2 separate regions of the Pan troglodytes genome follow, and region 2 is linked to region 1. Evidence: chromatin contacts called from public HiChIP or PLAC-seq data. All regions are on one chromosome and are shown on one strand. The core of a region is the stretch at or near the end of the contact, and the rest is flanking DNA. Distances in the headings are between cores, read along the strand shown.

Region 1 (4,211 bases), core at 1,214-3,713:
TAAGAACCAAATATGCTTTTTCCTAGGGATTTTTCTGCTTGTGTACTGAAATGGCAGGATATATTTTAAAACTACTTTCAAGACGTCATAAAGGATTAAAAATGAATCATTTAATCCTTTTGTCAATACTGACAGTAAAATATTGGATATGGTCAATATAAGCAGATGTGTTCTCTACTTCAGTACAACAGGAAAGTCACATTTTAAAAAGTTAAATTATAAAAATTAAGTGATAGACAACCACCTGCCTATCAAAATGATTAAAATTAATCATTTTCCCCTGATTTCACAAGCAATCAATCATTTTAATTAGATTATTACGAAAGGCAAGTTCTCACCTCAAATTGAGTACAACTCTTTCACAAGAGTACATGTAAAAATATCGCAAAAGGTACGTTCCCGAAACATTATGAATGGTAAATATGTTTCTCCTCTCTGAAACCACCAGAATACAGTCCCCCAAATCCCTATTACGGGACCAAATCCTTTCCAGGATAAAAGAAACTGTTGAAGTTTTCAGAAGTGCTGTTCCATAAAAGCCTATAAGTGTATACATTCAAATAGGAATGACAGCAGGAAAGGACGGGGAAATTTTCCGTTAAAAAAAAACTTGCATAAACTTTCAATCAAAGATTTCAAAACTTATCTCCACAGAACAGAACAAAGCAAACGACATAAAAGCAAACGGAAAGAAAAAAACGAAAATTTAAAGTTCACCCTATTCTTACAGAATGGAACAGGAGTTCTTTAGTAACTCATTCATGAACGTACCATCAAACCATTTTTAGAGCAGAAAACATACACCTTTTATTTAACAACGATAAACTTGACAACGTTGAACACATTGTATGTTAAAAAATTTTTAACTCATGTGTTCAGAAAATAAATCTTTTCCTCTACATTGGTGAAAGCTCAGGTGGGGAAGGGGGTGCTCTGTCTCCACCCATGCTTGAAGTTCCTCCGTCTGAATTTTAACTTTCCAAAGGAGAATTTCTGCGTTCCTTAATTATTATCTAAGTTCAACTTCAGGCAAGTAATTCTTGTTGCTTCGGCTTACCTGGCTGTAAAGTGAGATCACTCTTATTCTTTACGTTTTCGGGACGCTGACCTAAATGTTTGCACTCCTTACATGTATTCGCTGGATGAAAAGTACTGCAAAAATGCTACAAAGGGATTGTTTTTAAAGCACCGGCTGCCTACATGCCAGTCTGGCTTTTTCATTAAGTTACTTACCAGGGAAGAGGAATGGAGGCTTTGACACGAAAGGGTCACGCGATTAGCAGACTGCTACCCTAGAACCTCATTCAAACCAGCTCTCACACACGACTTACCTTGTATGACATGCTCTGGTGAGATGGTCTTCTTTTCCGATTTGTTACAAATCTCATTGGCTTCAGAAGATATAAGGTGAATGAATTCAGTGCAGCAGTTCACCACCAGCTCTCGAGCATCGTTGGCCACCCGGACATTAGGAAGAGTCTCTTTGATCATTTTATTGATAGCAGCTCTGGGGATAGTGAGATCATCATCGTTGCCAGACGAGGAAGCCATAGTACCTTCCTGTTTCTCGCGCCCCGGCTTTTAAAAACTCCCCAGCTCTGGTCCACTACTCCACCGAGATTTCTCAAAAAGTCGCCCTCGGAGAGTGATCCCGGGGGGTGCTTTGCGAAGAGGGTGCAGAAAATGAACGGAGGAGCAGCTGGCTTGAGGGCTGGGAACACTCGCGTGTGTGAGAGATTTAGGATGAGTTTGGGAAGAAAGTGGGGGCCCGAGGATTCTAGAGAGAGCACAGCCCAGGCTGAGGAGGGGAAAGCGAGGTGGTCCGGAAATTTGAGCGGCTGGGGAACCACCTTCGTGTCTCCTCAGAGGGGCGGGCGCTGTCGCCTAACTGGTCCCCAACGGCGTCGGAGCAGAGGCAAGATCCAGGGGCACTGGCCTCGCCGCGGTACCGGGCGGGTACCCAGCGGGCTCGGCTCTATAGAGCCCGAGGCCCCGCTGCCGCTGCCGCCGCCGCCAGCAGCCGTTGCCGCCGCCTCGGCCAAACCATCCTTCAGACGCCCGCGCCGCCGCCTCACAACATGTCCGCCGCTGCCGCTGCCGCTGCCGCTGCTGGAACGGCGACGGCCGCCTGGGAACTAATATGGACAGAGCCAGGCACAGTGGGAGTCGCAGTGGCTGCCGCCGTGGCCGCGTAGCCCGAACGCAGATCGTGGAAGCCGAAGCCGCGGCAACGGTGGTCCCTCCAGATGCCAGGAAAGGTTTGCAGGAAGCCGCTCCCGACACCCTTTGCGCCACCGGAAGCCTCGTTCCCTCAGATTTCCCCCTCCCTCCCGGACCGACTTCCGGGTGTGGCTGCCGCCCTTCCCCCACCGACGCCGGCGGGAGCCGCCCGTTCGTGCTGCCAGCAGCTTCCGCCTGCTGCGGTCCTGGCAAGCACCTCGGGATCCCATTCCTTCACAGGGACCCTAGCCAGGCAAGCGCGCGCCTCACTGTACCGGAGAGCTCCAAGCACGCGCTTGGTCTGGGGCCCGGACGCTACATCTGGGAAGGGGTGGGTGGCTGGGTAGATAGGCGAGGATCGTCTCTACCCTCTCTCAAGTAGCTGAGGCCTCCGAAACCTTCCCTAGCTGGATTTGGGGACAGAGGAGCGCTGGTATTGATAAAATAACTCTCTTTGCTATTCCTTTAGGAGCCCAAATGAGGATTGAAAGCGAGAAGAATGGGACCTGGGCTTGGGGGTGGGAGGTGGGGAAAGCAGAACCCCGTGTGCCTGTTTCTGCGTCGTCTGGAGAAAAAGCTTTTCAAGATGTCTGATAGACCTTATTCGGTTCAAAGCTCTCTAAAGTCCTCCACCTTTTTTTTTTTTTAAACTTCATGGAAAATGAAACATTTCAGAGAAGTTACTTGCCTAGAGGCAGCTAAGTCGCCTAATGGCTAAGTAGGAAAGTAGAAGTCAGTTCCAACATAGTGGAAATGGAGTGGAAATGCATGGCATACAGTGAGCTATATTAGAAGGTTCCCATTTAGACAGTTTTCATGTTGTATTCCATGTTGGCTTCTACAGGGGGAAAAAAGTGTTAGAGCATCTTAAGCAACTGTTTTTGCTTCTTTCCATAGTGACTAGTAATATCAACAGGTGTCAAGGTCTAAACAGAAATTGCATTAAAAAAAAAAAAAGTGTGTCAGCCGGGCGTTGTGGCTCATCATACCTGTAAACCCAACACTTTGGGAGGCTGAGGCAGGGGGATCACATGAGCCCAGGAGTTCAAGACCCGCCTGGGCAACATAGTGAGACCCGTCCCTACAAAAAAAAAATATATATATATATATTATATATATAAATATATAATATATATATTTTATATATTATATATTTATATATAAAAATATATGTTTTTATATATAAATATATATATATTTTTATATATATATTCCAACATCCCACTGTTTATAGTATAGCCTCTTCTATATGACAATATGAAACACGGGTTTTTTTTTCACCAGGCTTGGTGGCAGGCACACGTAGTCCCGGCTACTCTGGAGGGCGAGGTGGGAGGATCGATTGAGCCAGGGGGTCAAGGCTGCAGTGAGCTGCGGTTGTGCCACTGCACTTCCAGCCTGGGTGACAGAGCAAGATTCTTTGTCTCAAAAAAGATATAAAAAAAAAAAAAAGACAAAAAACTGAGTCTGTCATACTGTCATGTGGAAGAAGAGGCTATACTATAAATAGTGGGATGTTGGAATTTCTAAAAACTAAACAAGACACCGTTGAAATCCATTTTGTCACTTTGGTTCATCAGATTCATTACTCTTGATACATATGATGGCAACTGACTTGTTGACAATGTTTTCTTAAAACGTTCTGTCTGAGCCCTATATGCTGCTCTCAAGAAGACATTACAGTTTATTATGCTATTTTTTCATTTAGCATTTTCTGCAGGACAACTTACTGGTTCTTTAATTTCTGAAGTGTAGACACTTGTTTTTCAGTGCTACTAAATTTAGTCAAAACAAAATTTCTTTGATTAAAAACAGTATTTTAATTAAATTTTCTTCAGGCTGGGCATGGTGGCTCATGCTTGTAATACCAGCACTTTTGAGAGGCCAAGGGGGGCGGATCACTTAAGCTCAGGAGTTCGAGACCAGCCTGGCCAACATGGTGAAACCTCACCTCTTCTAAAAATACAAAAATTAGCTGGGTGTGGTGGTGG
Region 2 (4,407 bases), core at 440-2,939, 270 kb after region 1:
TGAAATTTACTGACCAAAAAAAAAAGGAATTCCCAAGAGAGAATGAAACCATGGAAATTGAAACCAGCTTGTAGGCTAGGTATACAGGAGGGTCACATGGAATCCATCTGAAGGAGAAAGTAACTACTATTACTACTGGAGGTTCTGGAGTCAAATTAAATCAGGTACTATTTACATATTTCTAGCTCTGTACTGACCTCACATGGTGCCTTCCTATGTATTACACACAGGCCTAGCTAGGTTTTCACATTTAAGTTAGTGTTACATGGTTTCTATCTTTAACCAAAGTTAAATGTTTTAAAGAATAGAGTAACATTCCATAAGCCTTTTCCCATTGTTCACAAACCCTTGCTGTTAGTCAGATTACCCCGATAAATCCATCTGTTCCCTCTAATTGCTTCCAAAGAAAAATTCTAGCAACCAAGGACACCAGATTGTAAAACACAGAGTTAGAGTTCTGGCACTACCGAAATATGTTAAGAAATCTTGGCAAATTGGTTAAAATTCCTTAAGCCGTAATTACCTCAGTTGTAAAAATGAATACAATACAAATCTACATCCTAGACGCAGATTATATGAGTTAGGTTTAATTAAACACAAGAAAGGCCTCATATTTTTGGTGAGCTCCAAATATAAGCTACCTAGCTTTCCCCCATCTCACTTTCCCTCCCACCGCTTCCCTTTAAGCTTTCAGGTTGTGCTTCCAACCTCCACTTCAGTGTGTTCCCCTTATCCTTACCAGCACTTACACTCGACCCCCTTTACTCCAATTCCATACAATTCCACCCTCCGATTCCAAGCTGCTACTTCCCTTTGCGCACTGCTAAGGTCCCAGGCAGCCCTCCACTCTGCTCCCCACATTTCCCTCAGCCCCCATTTCCCAACGGCTCCTCCTCTCGGCTCCCCACCCCCTCGTCACCAGGTTCATCCTGCCCCTCCAACCGTCTCCCGCCCCCAGGTTCCTTCCTGCCCTCCAAACACAGCTTCCCCGTCTCAACGTTTCATCTTGTTCCTCCAACAGACTCCCCCAACGACCTCCTCGCTCCTTTAGTCCCTATTTTCTCCCAACACTCAACTGACTACTCCTCTTCATCCATTCTTTTCAATATACACATAAATGCAAAGGCACCCACATACAGGAGCCCCCACCCCCACCTTGGTCCTCCATCTTTCCCTTTTATACTTGCTTCCTTTCTTCCTCCTTCCCCCAACCCCCATCTCCTCCGGAAGAGTCGGTTCCCAGGCCAAGGTCTCTCACCTCATTCGGTCACTTCAGTGGTGCCAACCGCTTCATACAGGAAAAAACAACCAATCCGTCCCCGTGGGCGCTTCCCCTGCGAGTCCGAGCACTTACTGGGCACCCGCCCCACCGGGTACCCGGCACATATGCACGCACAAACCGAGGTCCTTGGAGACAAGGGTTGGGGGTAGAATGAGCGTTCTTACACCGGCCTCAAACACAGCCCACTTCAATACAGCCCCTCGCCATTTTGGTTTCCCGCGGACTGCCGGTGCATTCTGGGAGCGCGGAGCGACTCCGGTGCCGAATGGCAGCTCTCCAAAGCCGCGGGGGGGCAGGGACTGCGCGGCGAGCGCGGAGGAACACCGCGCCCTGCGTCCCCGACTGGGGCTGAACAAAGAAGGACTCTTTAATGTTGCAGTGAGGCTCAGTCCTTCCGCCGCCGGGGCTAACACAATAGTGAAAGCTGCGCTCCTGATCGTCGGTAGGCTGGCACTGTTATACAGGAAAAGGGTCGTGTGCGACCTTCGGTGTGCGTGGTCGTGACGGTGCTCTGTGCATCTTGCTGGGCCGATTTCTTTTCCCTGGAGAAAACCTTAACTGAAGCACGTGTCCTCTACTTTCATCCTAAGGCCTGCTGTTAGAATTTCCTTCAGAGGGGAGAAGACCCAGGATGTCGAGATTAAATTTTATTCAGCGATTCACTGTCCAGTCCCAAACTCCTTATCAGGAGCTGCTTTTATGAAAGACTTTCAGACGATTTTTTTCCTAACGATGAAAGGTTGTTTTCTGTTTACCCGCTTTGCAGTCCTTCCTAGTTGTAATGAAATCTGAGAATAGTCCCCTGCAAAATGGTTTAAGAAAACAGAATTGTTTATTAGTGCAGACCCTTAGCCTGCCCAGATTCTGCTGCCTACAGGGGTCCCAAGTGACAAGCTGTGAGATTGTATGCTTGTCTCTTTAACTTACACCTAGATACAACCCAGCTCCTCTTAGTAGCCACGTGTGGAATCTTTATTTATAATTTCGTCAAAATATTTTTAAAGCCATTTTATATTTTTGTCCCATATTATGCCACAGGGATAGTGAACACCATATTTTTTCTGTCTCTGAAAAAGTACCTCTTGTGGTCTAAGCTCATTTGGCTCATACTTCAAAAGGGGTTCCCTCAGCCTGTGATCTCAGAATTTGGCAAATAAGCATATTCGTTTTATCCAATACCATTCAATACTTTAAATATTGTGGTCATACCCTTCCACTCCTCTGCTTCTCCTGAATAATAGTCCTAATCTTTTAAGTCTGTCTTCTTACTGTACCCTCACTGTATCTACTTACCTACCACCTTTCAGGTTTCACTTTATTTCAATTCTCATCATCGTCTCTCATAAATTCGTCTTAAGTGACCTTCATACGTTGGCTGAGGAAAATTTTGACTTAAAAAAAGCAGATGCAGCCGGGCGCGGTGGCTCACGCCTGTAATTCCAGCACTTTGGGAGGCCGAGACAGGCAGATCACCTGAGGTCGGGAATTCGAGACCAACCTGATCAACTTGGAGAAACCCCGTCTCTACTAAAAATACAAAAATTAGCCAGGTGTGGTGGCACATGCCTGTAATCCCAGCTACTCGGGAGGCTGAAACAGGAGAATCGCTTGAACCCAGGAGGCAGAGGTTGTGGTGAGCCAAGATCGTGCCATTGCACTCCAGCCTAGGCAACAAGAGCAAAAACTCCATCTCAAAAAAAAAAAAAAAAAAAAAAGTAGATGCATTCCCATTCAGGAACGTGGCATAATAAATAATAAATATTATTATAAGGTAAATAAATAAATAAAATATTAAAAAGTAGATGCAGTACAAAAATTAATAAAGATATTGCACAAACAGATATATTTGCTGTGCAGCTAAGCCTAATCAGAGAACATCTGTTTTGGAGAACGTTTGGTCTAAGTTTTCCTCAACATTTCTGTAAAGTGGTCACCAAGCCTCAACTTCAAAATCTTCAGTGATTCAATACTTCAGACGCATTCATTTCCACCTCAGAAACTAATAATTTGGGCTCTTTGGCTACACAAAAGTATTCTAATCCCTTATACATTAGAGAAGTAAATTATGCCTCTATCAAAAAAAAGTGTTATTTTTCTGTGCAAACGTGTGAGTACAAAGGTGTAAGCAAACCAAGTGTTCAGAGATTTAAGGACACTCAGGGAGTCACAGTCAAGTATAAAGAATACCTGTCAGCCAGCCACCAGCAACTCACTCCTGTAATCCCAGTACTTTGAAAGGCCAAGGTAGAAGGATCACTTGAGCTGGGGAGTTCCAGACCAGTATGCAGTCTGGGCCACATAGTGAGACCCTGTCTCTACAAAAAATTTAAAAATTAGCTGGGCCTCTGCCTGTAGTCCCAGCTATTCAGGAGGCTGAGGTGGTAGGCTTACTTGAGCCACAGTGAGACTGCCTCAAAAAAAAAAAAAAAAAAAAAAAAAAAACCTGCTGTAGTTGTGGTTCCTCGGAAATATAGAGTGAACTCTGATCAGAGTAAACTGTACCCTTTATTGTTGTATGTATTTCTGTGATCATCCTTAGGGTCGTTCATAAGTATTCTGGTTCCCCTCTCTTCCAGACACATAGTAAAATTGCACTCTCTGGCCGGGCGCGGTGGCCACGCCTGTAATCCCAGCACTTTGGGAGGCTGAGGGGGGCAGATCACTTGAGGCCAGGAATTCCAGACTAGCATGGCCAACATGGCAAAACTCTGTCTCTACTAAAAATACAAAAATTAGCCGGGCATGGTGGTGCATGCATGTAATCCCAGCTATTTGGGAGGCTGAGGCAGAGAATCACTTGAACCTAGGAGGCCGAGATTGCAGTGAGCCAAGATTGCACCGCTGCACTCCAGCCTAGGCGACAGAGGCAGACTCTGTCTCGAAGAAAAAAGAAAAAAAAATTTGCACTCTCTTGCACCCCTGAAGTTAATTGCTTTGACCAATAAAATGGGTGACATGTATCACTTCTCAGGAGAATCTTTAAGAAGCAGAGACACATCTCCCTCCCCCATGCTATGGTAATCGTGGAAGCTTGGGTTGAGATAGAATGTCTGTCGCTTTCAGTTCCTAAATGTCTACAATAAGCAGTGACTAGAATTGTGCAATCATCACCACAATCCACTTTT

The links. HiChIP or PLAC-seq counts read pairs in DNA pulled down with a chosen protein or histone mark.
Region 2: a contact with region 1 is called in an H3K4me3 HiChIP or PLAC-seq map of stem cell-derived excitatory neurons, with 3 times the contacts expected there. The contact joins the promoter of MTF2 here to the promoter of DR1 in region 1. A contact is called at or near these places in 1 of 7 Hi-C or Micro-C datasets (stem cell-derived neural progenitor cells) and 1 of 1 datasets of contacts at active chromatin or transcription factors (stem cell-derived excitatory neurons).

What each region holds. Positions count from the first base shown.
Region 1 is chr1:137,826,767-137,830,977 of NHGRI_mPanTro3-v2.0_pri, forward strand. It overlaps DR1 (down-regulator of transcription 1), which reads right to left and starts at 2,464. Exons shown (of 3, transcript XM_001154876.8): 1 at 1,332-2,464. The coding sequence starts at 1,551.
Region 2 is chr1:138,093,380-138,097,786 of NHGRI_mPanTro3-v2.0_pri, forward strand. MTF2 (metal response element binding transcription factor 2) reads right to left here and starts at 1,690. Exons shown (of 15, transcript XM_513565.8): 1 at 1,259-1,690. The coding sequence starts at 1,263.